3 separate regions of the Mus musculus genome follow, and regions 1 and 2 are each linked to region 3. Evidence: chromatin contacts called from public HiChIP or PLAC-seq and promoter capture Hi-C data. All regions are on one chromosome and are shown on one strand. Each heading gives the region's core, a stretch centred on a gene start, on an enhancer-like site or on the middle of the called end of the contact. The rest is flanking DNA. Distances are from core to core; before and after follow the strand shown.

Region 1 (3,034 bases), core at 440-2,939, 43 kb after region 3:
TGTTCTTACTTGCCTTTTGTTAATGTTAGGCATAGCACGTAAGATAATTCAGTGTTGCTATGCAACTGCTAAATTCGATATTTATTATTAGTAAAACTGAATAGTGCTAATATCCAGTGAACAGAGAACAGCAAAATATTTAAAGTGTGTAGTGCATAAGGCTCAGTGTGTTGTGGCAAGTGAACAGAAGAGAAATGGCTTACATATGGTTATGTTTTAGAACAAAATTAGTTGTGGCAAAATCTTTTATGACTAAGTTTGTTGTGTTGTTGACTGCTTGCTTATTTTTGTCAGAGTTTCTACACCCCTCCCCTAATACAGGACTTTAGTCAGTAGCCTAGTCTGGGTGTGAAACTTGCTCTGTAGCATAGCTCTGAACTTGGACATTCCACTCGTGTAGCCTCTTGAATGCTGGCTGTAATCTTGCATCATATCCAGCAAGCATTCCTCTGAACCGCCCCCCCCTGCTTTTTTGTTTGTTTGTTTTTGTTTTTTTGTTTTGAGACAAGAGTTTCTCTGGGTAGCCCTGGCTGTCCTGCAGTTCCTTCTGGCCTCACCTACAGATCTGCCTGCACTCTGCCTTCAGAGTTCAGGGCCACTCTGTTTTTCATTCTGTAATTTTTTTTCCTAATGATTATGTATTACTGAATTTCTTTCTCAGTTGACCTAGTTCAGATTTTGATCTTTGTTAGTTTTGAATTACTATTCCCCCAAGCGTTGGTTCATTTTCCCCTTTCTTGCTGTGTTTACATTTTTCCTTTTTGGAAATTGAGGACAGCCATGGCATGGTGGTACACAGTTGTAACCATTGCAGTCTGGAGACTGAGATAAGAGGACCTAAGGATATTATCCTGGGCTATTTATAGAAACCCTGTCTCAAAAATAAAATTTGACTTACTATGAGAGTTTAAAATTTGTTATAATTTTATATAATAGATCTTTCATGTAAGAACTACCAAACCTGCTGGATTTTTTGGTTATTTAATACCTTCTAAGAGACTCAAATGCTTTCAGTCTTACTGTAAAGATGAGAATTCCTTTCTGGAAAATAAGAGGAATTGGAGTTGGAGACTGTTTTGAGATTTACTTAAAGGAACAGAGGTTAACTGTTACTGAGACTCTATAGTCTCCAGGGTCAAAAATAGATAGTATTTGGCCATTAATCCCGATGATTGCACCACCACCGCTGCCTCTCTACCTCTACAGCTCCTAACTCACGCCTTTCTTCTTTTCTAATGTTTGAAAGAGCAAGAGGACACAGTAACTAATTACATTAGGTAAATAACAATCAGCTGTTTGATTAGTGGGTAATTTAATTTTGTTAATACCTTTAGAATAATTTGATGTCAAGAAATAAAATTGAAAAATAATTGCTTTCTAATGATAAATCAAAAAGTTACAGTTTAAAAATAATATAAAAATTAACTCTAATTACAATACGAACTTCAGTAGCTACTGTATTGCAGATTAGAGGTTTATAGGAAGTAGAGCAAAGACATTTTAATTACAATATTATTTTTATTATCAGTTTAGCAAGATAGTACTGTTTCTGAAGTCTGCCTTTTAATTTTAATTTTAATTGTATGTGTAATTTGCCTACCTCTGTCTGTGTACCATGTGTATGCACTGCCTTTGGAGGCCAAAAAGGACATTGGATCCTCGGGGACTGGTATTACTAAGACAATTAAGAGTCTACATACAGAGTTGGGTGGGGTAGAGAGTAGGGGGCGGTAGTCGGGGGTGGTGGGAGAAGGAGGAGGCGGCGAATCACTTATAAATGGCGCCCAAGCAGGACCCTAAGCCGAAATTCCAGGAGGGCGAGCGAGTGCTGTGCTTTCATGGGCCTCTTCTCTATGAAGCAAAGTGTGTAAAGGTTGCCATAAAGGACAAACAAGTGAAATACTTCATCCATTACAGTGGCTGGAATAAAAATTGGGATGAATGGGTGCCAGAAAGCAGAGTACTCAAATACGTGGACACCAATTTGCAGAAACAGCGAGAACTTCAAAAGGCCAATCAGGAACAATATGCAGAGGGCAAGATGAGAGGGGCTGCTCCGGGGAAGAAGACATCCGGCCTGCAACAGAAAAATGTCGAAGTGAAAACAAAAAAGAACAAGCAGAAAACACCTGGAAATGGAGATGGTGGCAGTACCAGTGAGACACCTCAGCCTCCTAGGAAGAAGAGAGCCCGGGTAGATCCTACCGTTGAAAATGAAGAAACCTTCATGAACAGAGTTGAAGTTAAAGTGAAGATCCCTGAAGAGCTGAAACCCTGGCTTGTGGATGACTGGGACTTGATCACCAGACAAAAGCAGCTTTTTTATCTTCCTGCCAAGAAGAATGTGGATTCCATTTTGGAGGATTATGCAAATTATAAGAAGTCTCGAGGAAATACAGATAATAAAGAGTATGCTGTTAATGAGGTGGTGGCAGGCATAAAGGAGTACTTCAATGTCATGTTGGGCACTCAGCTTCTCTACAAGTTTGAGAGACCACAGTACGCTGAAATCCTCACCGACCACCCGGATGCGCCCATGTCCCAGGTGTACGGAGCGCCACATTTGCTGAGATTATTTGTGCGAATTGGAGCGATGTTGGCCTACACGCCTCTAGATGAGAAAAGCCTTGCTTTATTACTGAACTATCTACATGATTTTCTCAAGTACCTGGCGAAGAATTCTGCAACCTTGTTCAGTGCCAGTGATTATGAAGTGGCCCCTCCTGAGTACCATCGGAAAGCCGTGTGAGGGCGTGCTCGCCCTCTCTCCCTCGTGCTTGGATCTCTGTAAACAGTTTGGTTCTTAGTCCTTCTCTTGTACAAATGATGTACTTTGAAGACCGTTAGTGTATAACAGAGTTGTTTGTTTCCTCTTTGATTTTAAACAGAGAAAATAAAAGGAGTAACTGCTCCTTTTTTCTTCCTTTTTTCATTTCAAAGTTTCTACCAGTGTATCAGTGACGGACAACAGAGAGACATGCTGTAGAGTGTTTGCCTAGTTGACAAAGCTGCTTTTGAATGCTGGTGGTTCTGT
Region 2 (2,944 bases), core at 200-2,699, 33 kb before region 3:
CTGACTCTCTCTTCTGGAGTGTCGGAAGACAGCTACAGTGTACTTACATATAATAAATAAATAAATCTTAAAAAAAAATTTAAAAATTTTAAAATATTTTACCATAATCGCAAAAGGATTAAGTCACCTAAATGACATATTTCTTAATCTTTTTTTTAACGTGTTAGAGTGATTTGCTTACATGTATATATGCGTACCAGTGTGCCGGATGCTTGAGGAAGATAGGAAAAGATATAGGTTTTCCAGGAACTGGATTAATGAGAGTGCTGGGAACTCATCCCAAGCCTTTTGCAAGATTCACAAGTGCTCTTGATGTCTTGGAAGATAAAGAGTTTCTCTGACTTCATCCTGGAATCTTGACCAATATAGAGAGACAGACAATTCCTCTGCAACAATAATCCTCAGACTTAAAAAAAAAAAGTGGGGCTGGAGAGATGGCTTAGCGGTTAGGAGCACTGACTGCTCTTTCAAAGAGCAGTCATAATGAAATCTGACTCCCTCTTCTGGTGTGTCTGAAGACAGCTACAGTGTACTTAGATATAATAAATAAATATTTTTTTAAAAAAATGTTTAATTACATGGTGTGTGTGTGTAGGTGCTTTTGGGGGTCTTGCTAGTGATATATATGATTATATATAGTGATATAAATGATTTTCTTTTTTAATTTTTTTAAGATTTATTTATTTATTATATGTGTGTACACTGTAGCTGTCTTCAGACACTCCAGAAAAGGAAATCAGATTTTTGTTAAGGATGGTTGTGAGCTACCATGTGGTTGCTGGGATTTGAACTCAGGACCTCTGGAAGAGCCGTCAGTGCTCTTAACGGCTGAGCCATCTCACCAGCCCCCCTATAAGTGATTTTCTACTCTCAACCCCAGACATTCAGAACTTTTTTTTCATTCAGAACTTTGTAAAGATCCCAAGGTGCTCTCTCTGAGTAGCCAGAACAGAGGAGCCCTGCAGGCCTCACTCCTGTAAAGCACCTTCAATTGCCTTCCTTCACAGTGTAGTAAGGGGGCCGGGGTGCTGGTATGAGACTTTAATCCTAGCACTCTGAGGCAGATCCCTCTGAGTCTGAGGCCGGGTCCAGAACAGCCAGAGTTACACAGTGAGACCCTCCCTAAAAAAAAAAAAAAGGAGTGTGGACTGGGGGAGCCAGGACTGGGGGAGCCAGCTCAGCTGGTAAAGTGCTCGCTCAGCAGCACAAACCCTGAGCTTGGTCCCTTGTTTGCTGTGGCCACTGCACTTAGAAAAGTTCCTCTTCTTTGGTTAAATAGTGGCAGGTCCCACCCTCTACCCCACACACTCCCTGGAAATCACCGTAATTAGCGTTCCGGACTTGTTTTCCTAAATCCCTGCCCTTGACAATGGCCACAGGAGAGGTCTGCAGTCCCCTGGCATTCTTTCCCTCACTAGTCACCACTGTTTGGTCACTCCTAGCAATGACCAATGTCCATCTCTTACAAAGAAATCTCTTCCAAGCCCCTTCTGCCCGCTCCAACCTGTAAACAGATGATAGATGGACTCTGCTTCTTAAAATAACCCTGTTGCAGATTTTTCCAAAAATAAACTATCTGAAGTCATCATTTCTTTGTCTTTCCTTCTTGCTGCCCTTTGAATTCTAAAGTCCATATAAAAAGAAGCAGGCATGGTGTGTTGTCCTTGTGATCCCAGTGCTGGGATGTAGAGACAGGTAGATAAATACTTTGGCTATTTGACTAGCCAGCATGGAGTATTTGGTAAGGTCCATGCTAGTGAGAGATCTATCTCAAACAGGGTGGATGGTGCCTGGAGAACAACCCACTCTGGCCTCTGGCCTCCATAAACACACATGTACACACATGTACCAGCACACATACGTGCACCCGCAAACACATGGACATGTACCCACAGAGAGGGAAAATAAAGTATATTGAAGATTCTTCTCACCTCGAGCTGGGTATGCAGCACAACTTTGCTTAGCTAATTAGATGTTCAGCCTGGACTCTGAGTCTTTAGGAAAGGTATTTAACGGGTCAGGGCCAATTAAAAATTGTTCATCAAATAACCATGGTACTGAGAGTCTGGGACTGCAGGACGTGGAGGCTTCCTACAGAGTGTGCATGCATGCATGCGTGCGTGCGTACAGGCACTTGTGCGTTGGTTAAGAAGTTAGGTGTGTGGTTGTGTCTTTTATCCCCTAGGACCAAAGCTAGCTTTTCTAGATGCTATAGGACTCCCTTTATATGAGGTATTGTAATTCAAAGACGGTGAACGAAGTCGAAGTTACCACAGGCTTGGGTGGAGACCTGGAAGGTAGTGTTTAGTGAGCACAGAGCTTCTGTTTGGGTTGATGCAGAGTTTGTGGAGATGAATAGAAGTGATGTTTACTCAGCCATGGGAACATACCTGGTCAAACTGCATTTCGTGCTTTACAAGGCAATGAGACTGGTGTGGCACTGCTTGCCCTTAATCCCGATACTCAGAAGGCAGAAGTGTGTGGATCTCCAAGAGTTCCAAGTCACCCTGGTCTATGTATGTGGTGAGACCCTGTCTCAAAAGAAACAACAATGAAAATGGCTTTAGAGTACTTGACTAGCGCAGGCTAACTCTGTGAGTTAACCCTAACACTGCTGTACTGGTTAGTTGTATGGCAACTTGACATAAGGTACAGTCATCTGACAGGAGGGCACCTCAGTTGAAAATATGCCTCCATCAGATCCAGTTGTAGGGTATTTTCTTAATTAGTGATTGATTGAGGGAGGGCCCAACCCATTATGTGTGGGCCTCCCCTGGACTGGTGATGCTGGATAAGAAGACAGGCTGATCAAGCCATGGGGGAGTGTCTTAGTCATGGTTTTTATTCCTGCACAAACATCATGATCAAAAGGAAGTTGGGGAGGAAAGAGTTTATTCAGATTATATTTTCCACCTTGCTGTTGATCACCAAAGGAAGTCAGGAC
Region 3 (2,952 bases), core at 10-2,509:
AGTGCGGGCTTTGAGAATTGTGGAAATCTAATTGGCTCTGAGATGGAAGGTGCCTACTACCCGTAATCTTACTCCTATCCAGGAGACCCACCAAGTCATTCTTAGGGGCAGTTACCCCCGTTCCCACGCCAGAGCGCCCTCCCTTCAAAGACCCAGACTTGATACACATCAGTGGAATCCTTGAGGTCAAGTGATGATTTTGTTTTACCTACAGAAATACTTACATTTAAATATTTAGAAGGAATGCACTCTCAAATTCTAAGGGTGAGGAAGAGGCCACCTAGCTTGTATTGGTAAGTAGCCATTTCCGTTTTTTTCATTTCCTATTTCCTCCTTGCTCTTTCTCCTCTCTTTCAAATAAATCAAGTAATTAATAGTGTGATGTTTAAACAAAACAAGGCTCCCTGTGCAAGGTGGTTTAATTATCCCAGAAGGCACCTGGAAATCCTTTCTCATCAAAATGTTCTGAGTCCTTTCCTGAACTACGGATCTGGGCGTATATTTCCCAACATATTCTTAAGCTGTTGTTTGAAAGTTTGAAATTCATTTTCTACTAGCACATTTTTTTTTCTCAGCTCTCTTAAGACTTTCAACTATGATCAGTCTTGCTAGTAAGAGATCCCCTAGGCTTTTTATTTGACTTAAAACCCTTTTCTTTTTTTTTTTTTTTTAAATTGGGGCTTATGAATACCGGCGAAGCATTTCGATAACTTAAAACTTAAAATTATCCACTTCACCTTTGCAAACCTCGGGGCTCAATGCCTCCAAGGGCATCCGGGCATTTATTCCTATTTCTGCTCTTGCACGGCGCCCCCGTGGGAGGAGCCGTTTCGACCGAGAAGTTGCGAGAAGCAATGGTGCGGAACTTGCAACAGTTGGTGCGGGCCGATAGGCAGGTAGGAAGTGATAGATGGGACTAGTTTAAAACCCAAAAGCCCCGGGGAGGGCCGGGGCCACCGTGGCCTGCCTGGAGAGCGAGGGCGGCGCGGGGACCGAGCGCCGGCGTAGAAAGACGCCGTTCCGGGCGGGGCGGGGGGACTGGACGTGGGACGCAGAGCTGGTGCGCGGGGACGCCGGGCGGGCGGGCGGGCGGGAGGAGGAGCGGGCCGCCACGGGGCCACGGGGAGGTGAGCGCAGCCTTGCCCCCGCGCCGCCCCCGGCGGGAGGCGCGACGCCCAGGCCACGGGTGCGTGCGCGGCCCCGGGCGACGCGGCTGGGCGTGCGCGGGGCCGCGGCGGAGGCAGGGCCGGGCGGGCGGCAGAAGATGGCGAGGGTGTGTAGGCGGCAGCAATGCTCCGTTGAGAGACGCGGCTTTCGGCAAGAACTGGACTCGTGGCGCCACAAGCTCATCCACTGTGTAGGTGAGGCCCTCCACCGGTGCCCCGGGCCGCCCGGCCGCCGGCCTCCCGTGCGTGGGAGGGAGCAGGGCAGAGTCCGCCGCGCTCCGGCCCCGCGCGCCCTCCCGGGCTCGGCCCCCTCCCCCACCCCCCGGAGCGCGAGCGCGCCGCCGCGGCGCCCCTCCCCTCGGCTCGCGGGGCGGGCTCGGACGCGCGGCCTCTCCCCCAGCGGGCGCATTGTGGACGCCGGGCCCGCCGCCGCCGCCGCCAGCGCGCCGGGACGCACGGGGTCGCCCCCACCTGCCCTCGCCCCGCGCCCCTCCCCCACGCCGGCGGCGCGCCCCCGTGCACGCGTGCACGCGCGGCGGCGCTCGGGCGTGTGCGAGGCGTGAGGTGGAGATGGGGGCGGAGGGAGCCGGAGCTGTCACAGGCCCCGCGTCCGCCTGAGCGAGCCAAGTGGGGTGTCATGGCCGCGGGGGGCAGCGGCTGCACTTCCTCTGCTGGCAGCGGCGGCTGCGGAGTTAGTCCTCGACGCACGGGTCGGTGTGTGCGGATTTGTGTTTGGCGTGCGCGCGCGGCGGGGAGGCCCGGGTGGGAAGCCGGGCGGGGGGGTCACCCTGGTCCCCTCCGCGGAGCCCCGGCGGCCGGCGACCGGCGCGCTTCCCCGGGCGGCGGGAGCGTGGACGGGAGTGGGGGGCGCCCGGGAGGGGCCGGGAGGCGAGCTGCACCTCTCACACTGTGTGTTTTGTCTGTTTTTCTCTCCCAAGGTCCCGTTTCCCTCTGTGCGGCGGCCGGCGGGACCATAAGGGCTTAACTCACATATTTAACCCCCCTCCAAAAAGTAAGTGGCTCTTGTGGTGTCTGCTCCACCCGCCGCCCCCTAGCCTCTGTCCATCCTTGTGTCTGACTCTAATGTCCTCAGCATTGTTATTTCCCCGTCTCTGCTTCGGTGCGGCTGATGTGTGGGGAAATGCCCTCTCGTCGTCCTCTGTCCCCCACGCCCAGTCCTCGGGGAGGCCCGGAATTCCAGCCCCCCGTGTGGATGGGGCGCGTTCTAGGGATTCAGGTCTTCCTCAGACGGACCTGGGAAATTCTGTCCGTCCACTTGGGCCCGGGGTCCCCTCTTTCCCGATGGGGTTTCGTTGGAAGGAATTATGCAAATCCTGCTTTCTGGTGTCCATTCAGCGGCAATTTCATGCGGTGAGAAGTTCTCTTTGTTGTGCGAGGGGGAGAACAGACACTGATTTAATAGACATATCTGCTGGGGGGGGGGGAGGGTGGAGGGGGTGTGGAGAGCCTCAGTTTGGAAGAATTACAGCACTTGGTTAGCTCAGTCTTTGTGTTGGAGCCTTCTGGCTTGACAGGAGGGTCTGCCCTTTTACAATGTCCCATAAGGGATGTTTTTTTGGTAATAGATGAAAAAGCAAAACTAAAACTTTAAAAAAAGTGGAAAATAAGGTAACCTGTACTTAGAGAAAATGAGCACTGCCATTTTTTGCAGTATTTCGTTATGAAAATGTGTATTGTGAATTTATTAAAGACTTAGACTGTAATACCAAATGTAATTAATTCGGTAAGATATTTGATACCACTTTGGTTGTCCAGAGGTTAAAAG

The links. Promoter capture Hi-C pulls out the DNA fragments that hold promoters and counts their contacts. HiChIP or PLAC-seq counts read pairs in DNA pulled down with a chosen protein or histone mark.
Region 1: a promoter capture Hi-C map of liver shows a contact between it and region 3, with 3 times the contacts expected there. The contact joins the promoter of Morf4l1b here to the promoter of Lcor in region 3. A contact is called at or near these places in 2 of 39 promoter capture datasets (the 3T3-L1 cell line and liver), 5 of 484 Hi-C or Micro-C datasets (the C2C12 cell line, bone marrow-derived macrophages, erythroblasts and 2 more) and 4 of 115 datasets of contacts at active chromatin or transcription factors (the HPC-7 cell line, the SCID.adh cell line, embryonic stem cells and 1 more).
Region 2: a contact with region 3 is called in an H3K27ac HiChIP or PLAC-seq map of extraembryonic endoderm stem cells. The contact joins the enhancer-like site here to the promoter of Lcor in region 3. A contact is called at or near these places in 18 of 39 promoter capture datasets (the 3T3-L1 cell line, 3T3-L1-derived adipocytes, the C10 cell line and 12 more), 5 of 15 datasets of contacts at CTCF or cohesin (the G1E-ER4 cell line, the NIH/3T3 cell line, embryonic stem cells and 1 more), 47 of 484 Hi-C or Micro-C datasets (the AML12 cell line, B cells, the Ba/F3 cell line and 21 more) and 23 of 115 datasets of contacts at active chromatin or transcription factors (the 230-238 cell line, the HPC-7 cell line, the NIH/3T3 cell line and 11 more).

The regions. Positions count from the first base shown.
Region 1 is chr19:41,523,563-41,526,596 of GRCm38.p6, forward strand. It overlaps Morf4l1b (mortality factor 4 like 1B), which reads left to right and starts at 1,690. Exons shown (of 1, transcript NM_001326287.1): 1 at 1,690-3,034. The coding sequence starts at 1,778. The coding sequence ends at 2,749. All of the region lies in intron 2 of Lcor (ligand dependent nuclear receptor corepressor), which reads left to right.
Region 2 is chr19:41,448,427-41,451,370 of GRCm38.p6, forward strand. No RefSeq gene overlaps it. Among named protein-coding and RNA genes, the nearest start is that of Gm33951, 4.8 kb to the left of the region's middle. Within about 2 kb of position 1,450, at least 20 of the 459 cell types and tissues checked have an H3K27ac peak or open chromatin away from gene starts, as enhancers often do. A contact at or near this core is called in the AML12 cell line, extraembryonic endoderm stem cells, liver and 2 more, where this site is marked.
Region 3 is chr19:41,481,423-41,484,374 of GRCm38.p6, forward strand. Lcor (ligand dependent nuclear receptor corepressor) reads left to right here and starts at 1,260. Exons shown (of 8, transcript NM_001370767.1): 1 at 1,260-1,361; 2 at 2,105-2,178.